2 separate regions of the Mus musculus genome follow, and region 1 is linked to region 2. Evidence: chromatin contacts called from public Hi-C data. All regions are on one chromosome and are shown on one strand. Each heading gives the region's core, a stretch centred on a gene start, on an enhancer-like site or on the middle of the called end of the contact. The rest is flanking DNA. Distances are from core to core; before and after follow the strand shown. Region 1 overlaps Gm36212 (a long non-coding RNA gene). Region 2 has its middle 3.1 kb from the start of Gm35894.

Evidence for each region. Hi-C and Micro-C count contacts between places; a contact is called where the count stands out from the background.
Region 1: a contact with region 2 is called in a Hi-C map of uterus, with 3 times the contacts expected there. The contact joins two enhancer-like sites.

The regions. Positions count from the first base shown.
Region 1 is chr7:71,233,226-71,236,913 of GRCm38.p6, reverse strand. Gm36212 (a long non-coding RNA gene) reads left to right here. Exons shown (of 5, transcript XR_882211.2): 5 at 2,025-2,269. Among named protein-coding and RNA genes, the nearest start is that of 6030442E23Rik, 18 kb to the right of the region's middle. Within about 2 kb of position 2,278, at least 9 of the 459 cell types and tissues checked have an H3K27ac peak or open chromatin away from gene starts, as enhancers often do. A contact at or near this core is called in uterus, where this site is marked.
Region 2 is chr7:70,588,803-70,592,237 of GRCm38.p6, reverse strand. No RefSeq gene overlaps it. Among named protein-coding and RNA genes, the nearest start is that of Gm35894, 3.1 kb to the right of the region's middle. Within about 2 kb of position 1,812, at least 11 of the 459 cell types and tissues checked have an H3K27ac peak or open chromatin away from gene starts, as enhancers often do. A contact at or near this core is called in uterus, where this site is marked.

The DNA of each region.
Region 1 (3,688 bases), core at 1,029-3,528, 640 kb before region 2:
CACGATGGATGACGAGAATCTGTGTAGACGAGCATTAGAAACATGTGCGTCCTTTCTCTTTCATCTCTCAGCTCCAGTGTCCCTCAGATTGTCTGCAGGGTGATTTACACACATCAGGGGACAAAAAAGATTGTCAGTATTCATTCATTATCAGAGCTGCCTTTGAACTGCAGGAAAGCCACCATCTTGCTTTGGTTCCCTCCCCAAATGTTCTGTGTCTGCAGCATGAAACATTAGTAAGTCCTTTAAACTTCTTGTTATCTTGAGACAGGCCAAGACCTTTCCCCAACTTATTTAGTTATAGAGGAGGGGGAGTGAGAGATTGGGTCCTAAATGTTATTCAATGGCATGACATGGTTTTCCCTGGAAGCCTGCCAGAACTGATGCTTATGAGGTGTTTGTCTGATGAACTGTACCCCTGTGACATGAAGCAGAGCCCAGAGGAGGTGGCAGTCCATCCTTCTAACTTAGGCTTGATTTACAAATCAAGAAGATCATTCAAAGCCCATGGAAGCCAGATCCACACCCCTTAGAAAGTCTAGCAAAAAATAATGATGGGAGCTTATGCACCCCGTGTGGGAAGTGGGGTGACTTTAACTGCTGTTCAGGTATTTTCATGGAGGCAAGCTAGAGCCCAGGCTAACTGCACTGTGTGCTTCAGTAATAGGAAGTCTGGAGAATATTTATTAGCCTATATCTGTGGATTACGGAGATCCTTTCTAATTAAAGTGAGCTGCTCTGTAAAGGAGTGGAAAAATGCCTAATACAGTTGACATAAACAGAAAAGAAAGTTGCAAGGAGGAAGAACCCCCCACCGCAGGATTAAAAAGCACATTCAATAGTGTGGGCTGGACCCACATATTTGACATGAAATTCTTACATCGGGGGCTGTCAGTATTTCAGAAACCTAGCTGTAGCCTGTGCTCTTTTCTGTCTTGACAGCCAGGCTGCACAGTGAGTGCTGATTTCCCTATTGGAACCCCAGATTCTGTGACATTTCTATAGAAACATATAGATCATTTGTTTGGCAGTCCTTTACAAACCATACACAAACCCTGGTTATCTGGGATCTGTGTAAAATACTGTGTGACCACAATAGGTATAAACAATATTGTAAGGTTTCCGATGAAAATGTGTGTGTTTGTTATAGGAATGTAGTGAATCAAGGTCATGAGTGAGGTGACGGTAACCTCCGGGATCCTTCCACTCAAGGTCATTATTATGCTGAAGGATTATTTACTTTCTTTGCCCTTTATTTTATTTACTTAATTTTTTTTTTCTCAGGATATAGCCATGGTTGGCCTGGAATTCACTATGTATAATAAACTATCCCCAGACTCACAGAGCTCATCCTGCTTGCCCTGTCCCAAGTGCTGGGATTAAAGGCACACCTTGCCATGGCTTCATGTTTGTATATTTTACTGTGGTCTTCGTTTTTTTTTCTCTCTCTCTATTATAGTAGTTCGAAGTTTATCATAGTCTCCTGCATTTCCACTTACCTTTATTCTGTGACTTCTGCACAAAAGCATTGCTAAGTAGGCAGACACAGCCTAAAGGATAGATGGGATGTCAGAGTGCTCAGATACTAAAACTAAAACTAGACTCAAGCCCCGAAGGGTGCTTCATCAAAGCGTAAAATAAGTACGGCTTTTACTACTTTCTTTTTGCATCTTCTATTTCTTTCTTGGCCACGATCTTTTAGTCTGGATGAAGACCAAAGCGAAAAAGAAAGGAGGGCTGTGGAAGAAAAGTCAAGTGGGGTGGGGTGGGGGGGAGAAGGAACAGGAATTGAAAAGAAAAAACAGAATACATCTGGTCCTGCTGAGAGTAATAGCGTTTATGTGAATGTGCGGACAAGACTGTGTGTTAAAATGTTCAGAAGTCTGTGTCTCTGAAATGCATCACCTCTATTCTGTGGCTCACGCATTTGAAACTTTGTAGAGAAACATAGACCATGATCAGGATTCATTCTTTCCAACACAAAGGACTCGCAGTTAAATTTCATTTTTCATCTTTCCTTTAAGAACGATGACAAGGGACAGTCGGTACTGCAGAGAAGTCTCCCGAAGCCTGGCAAGGATGTAACACATCACCGTGACCCACCTCAGAGGAACCCCAGCCCTGCACAGAAATCATGGCCCGTGACCCCAAATGGGACCCTTTGTTCTTCAGGCTTGACCTTCTTCAATTTGTTACACTGTCCACCTTCAGTTTGTCTTAGAGGGCTTCCTTCCTGAGAAATCCAAGCATCCCAGCTCTGTGAGTCCATGATACAAAGATTTCTATTACTCCTTACTGTCTTCATGGGAACAGCCTGAGAATGTAATCTGAGCTGGCTTGGGTCTATCCCTACACAGCCACATCATAACATTGAAGTGTAGATTTATAGCACACTTTATGTATATTTTCTTATTCCCAAGGCCCCCCTTTTCACAGATACATACACAACATGTCATGTAGAAAATATAAATTGTTGATCATACAAGCACTTTCCTTCTTTTTAAACCTTTCCAAAGGTCTTTTTGTTAAATACACCCAGATGCCGTTTGACAGATGAGGGGCTAATTGCTCTGTGAATTACCTCTATCGATTCCTGTTTCATGTTGAGCCAAACAAACAAAAGATATTAATGCTTTGAAAAAAATGAATGATGACCTTTCTCAGCAAACACAGCTTGCGGTCTCTGATTATTGGTGATTCCAGAGAGCAGCGGTCAATGGCAATAGCTGTAACGCTATGATCGCTATAATAAGCTTGCCTGACCTTCTCTGCCATGTTAAGTGGTTTAAATTTATTTGCCCAACAACAGAAGAGCTTTTATTTAAAGTCACAGAACATTCAATTCAGTTTAAAGATGTAGTGTCGTCTTCCGACTTCCCTCCTGGTCCCTTCATGCGCCTACATGCTAAGACCACTGCCTTTCCCACCAGGAACCAGACCACAATACCATAGGAAAAAAGCAACAAATGTCCTTTCTGTTTAGCACCCTGGGAGCCATTTTTACTTTCCAGGTTGTTTTTATTATTTTTAAAATAAAACATCAGAATTATCTTGTTTCTTTCTCTTCTTAACTTTTGGCCACAGTGTGTGTTAAGTTCTAGACCGTTTGAGCCCATACAAAGTCAAGAATTGAGGGAGACCAGTTTTAACCACCTGAGCCAGAGATCAAAAGCTCAATTCTATTTTTATCTAAAAAAAGTAGGCTGTTTTATGAGTCATTTCTTTGTCCCCAGAGGAGACCCTTCCAGTTCTGTAGTGGAGGAAACAGCAAGCCAGCTACTACCTCAGAACAGCCTTCTTATCAGGACACATACACATCTCAGATATCGCTGATTAATGATAGCTTTATGTAATTGGCAGTCTTAAATCCTGGCAGTTAACAGAACATGGCTGTGGGCCCTTTAAGTGCCTCCTGATCATTTTTCTCTACAAGTCTTTGTGTATAACGGTGAAAATATGCACAGTACAAATGGTGAAAGCCTTGGGTGTTTAGGTAGGAAGTGTCTGCATCCCCCATCCAAGATTGAAAGGAAAATCTCTTGAAAAAAAAAGGGGGGGGAGGGCGCTAATACTTCCACTAACTTCCTGATGCAAGGAATGCCAAAAATATCCAGGAAGTAAGTAGTTTCTCTAAGAATGTTTTGGTCCCTGTGCACTAAGATCAAAGCAGGAAGTGCAGAGAAAAACA
Region 2 (3,435 bases), core at 563-3,062:
TTGCTAAAGGTTCCTGGCGGGTTTCATGTTCTTTGATTTTATGATGAATGCAGAATAATTCAATATTCTTTAATCAAAAGTTCCCCTTCCTATGAAATCAAAAGTGATTCCACATCATCCTGTAACTACTGAGTGATAGCATTCATCCTCTTTCCTTTTTTCTTTAATCAAAAAGATTAGTCGCCCTGAAAAATTAACTAATGAGGAATTTTGTTAATATGGAAGATTTTCTCCCTCCCTCCCTTCCATCTGAGTATGTGGCTCTGAGCAAAGTCCTCTCTTCTTTAGCTAGAGTCATAGCAGTTTCTGTTTCTAACCTGGGAAGAATGCGGTGGGGACTGAAAAGCCCCTGCCCCATTGTCCCACTCCCCGGCACTGATCCTTGCTTTTAACATCATAATGAAGGATGCTCTTTAGTGGATTATCTTGAGAAGGGATTAACTCCTTCAAGTCTTCTTAGGGGGAAAGGTGTTTTGAGCCTTAAATACACACCAATTGCCTGCTTAACTTTTCATCTTATTTTGAAAACTGCCCAGCTGGAATTCAAATTCTTTTCCATAGAGCTGAATTTTATTAGTAGCAAAGTTGGAGTTGGGCGCAGCAGATGCTAAATATAAGCGCTGTTCTTTTAATCTCGTGGGGCCAAATGTTTCAGATATTTCACTGAGACGGGGCCGTCAGGATAAGTCTCAATCTAAACTCTGCAAGTGCTGAAATCCTCACCCATCTCCCAGACACAGAGTTTAAGCCTGCTGGAAGACCACGTTTTTTTACCCCAACTTCGCCTTTAAACTCCACTTGTCTAGATCCCCCCTGTTCTGGGGCTTTTAACATTATCAGTGCTGTTTTAAGTCACACTCAAAGTAGAGCCCAATGTCTAATAAACACACACTCGCTTGAAAATGTGAATAGTTGGTCTATAATTTATAATCAGGTGGCTTCCTCCACCTTTATCTTAATAACAATTTATTTCTGCCTGCCTGCTGCATGTATGCCTTTGTTCCAGATACACGGGACCCTTCCTCCAACCTGATTTCTATGAACTACAATGTTGTATTGGATAACTTTTACCAGGGAACTAGATAGTTCTTGCCTTGTACAGGCGCCGCCTTTTCTTTTAACTCAAACTTCTTTTCCTGGTAGATTATAACTTTTCTTTTGTTCAACAACCCCCCCCCCTTTTTTTTTGGCCAGAGAAAACAATCATTTTTTTAAATGCCTGTTTAATGCAGAAAATTACACCCCCCCCCCCATTACACACACACACAGGAGAGAGAGAGAGAAAGAGAGAGAGAGAGAGAGAGAGAGAGAGAGAGAGAGAGAGAGAGAGAAACTTTTTCTAAGACCTCTTTCAGGGTCATTCGTTTTAACCAAATGATAACACACATCACCCGCAGCTTTTAATAATAATAAAAACGTTATATGCTGAACGCATGTCTTAAAATCCAGATCCAAGAAAACTTCAATTAACAAAAAAAGTCAGGACAATGAATTTTGGTGATTCTTTTGCACATTGAAAGTTTGCAGGTGCACAGTTCTTCTGAGGCACATGAAATAAAGGCTGGCTCTTTTGATATCTATACATCCCCGCACACACTAACTATCCTAGAGGCTCCGCTTTAGTGGCAATAACCCTCCACATTCTTTCAGGGTAAACTCTTTAAGGAGTCATGAATTTTATTTATACTCTCTCTCTCTTTGAGAGTCTTTTGTTTATTTGCTGTTTCTTTCTTTGTGAAATAACACTCCCAGAGGAAAATCCCCTCTCTGCTTAAGGAATTAGGCCAGAGACAAAAGCAGTGAATTCTTTAAGCCTTGTTTTGTGCTAAGAGAAATGTTTGACATTTCTGTGGAGAGGTGTTTAGTTTGGACTCATTAGGTCTTAGGGACACTCTTTTCTCTTTCTTGGTCTTTCAGTTTCTGCCACTGTTCCCCCCACCCCACCCCATGTTTGGAAGACTGAAGAGAATTTACCAGAGAGTAGAGTGTAATTAGGTTTCCTATGAGCCAAATGCAAAAATCCAGTTGTTTTTTAAAGGAATCTCCCTTGCACAGCAGGTCCAGAGCTGAGTCCCACTTCCTCATACCCATCTGGGCCTGAGAAGCAGAAGCATAAACACAGAAGGGCGCTTTCTCTGATGGAGATGAATACTGTCCATGAAACTCTTTTAAAGAAAGTTGCTTGTCCAGTGCTCTCACGCATCACTGTCTGACCAACGCTTTCAGTTCCCCATGCTTTCTCTAGGAACAAAATAAACTCGGGTTTTACATGAATTGTATCACAAAGAAAGAATTTTAATTATTTTTGTTTTAGATGCATTGTCTAGCCACAGTTTCTTCCCACAATCGTTTAAAAGATATTTATGGCCTTGCCTGAGTATCAGAGCTCAAACATTTGGCTTCCACTGGTAATAGAGATGTCATACTGGCTTGTTAATTTTCTTGCCTGAATTTGGACAAGCACAAATCTTTTGTAATTTCCCCCAATCTCATTGGATGTGGTTTTAAAAAAAATGTGAAGGAGATGAGGTAGGAAACAGAGGAGTCCTACATTGACACCACACCTCACAGAGTGAGGAAGTCAATAAGGTAGCAGGACACCATGGACCAGAGCGTCAGCAGATGACATCCTTACTGCCATGCAAGCATGCAGTACATCTCTTGTCTGGTCTTCAAATCATTCGCAGATCTAGTTCTGAAAGTAAAGATGAAAGGGGGTGTGGAAGATGAGAAAGAGAAGAAAGAAAAAGGAGAGAAGAAAGAACGGGGAATAATAATAAGAAAAACAGAAGGGGGAAGCAGAAGGGAAAGAGGAGGGGGAGGACAAGGAAGGAGAAGGAAAAGAAGACAGAAACACTAAAGAGAAGTTTAGTGTCTGGGATTAAACAGGAAACACTCAGAAATAGATCCTTCTACTCCTGGACTGTGCCACAGTACAGTACGCCTCCCTGGTCTGCATCCATTGTTCCAAAGTACTCACTTGTCTGTTTTGAAATTGTGGAGAAGCCACAGCCTTGTCCACCCAGCCCTGTCATGAAAGATGGAGATGAAGGGCTAATTTCCTTGGGCCTGTTGACTTTAGGAGAAAGTTTTTGTCATATATACCCAAGGAGCTTCCTTCAGTCAGTGTGACAGTGCAACCTGCTAAACAGTCACTTGAATGTTTCCGAAAGTTCCTTCTACATCCAGCAAACCTCAGTAGAGAAAGGTTGACCTACTATTTGTCTCTCATTTACTTACTGACTTGCTTACTTATTAATTGTACAGCATCTTTCTAGGCAGGATCTCACTATGGAGACCAGGGTAGCCTTGAACTCACTGGAGATCTTACTGACTCTGCCTCCTGAGCACTGTAATCAAAGACACGAGCCACCACTCGCAAGATTCTTCCTCTTTCTAAAACCCTTGGTAGTAAATTGTATTTGTGGTTCTTGA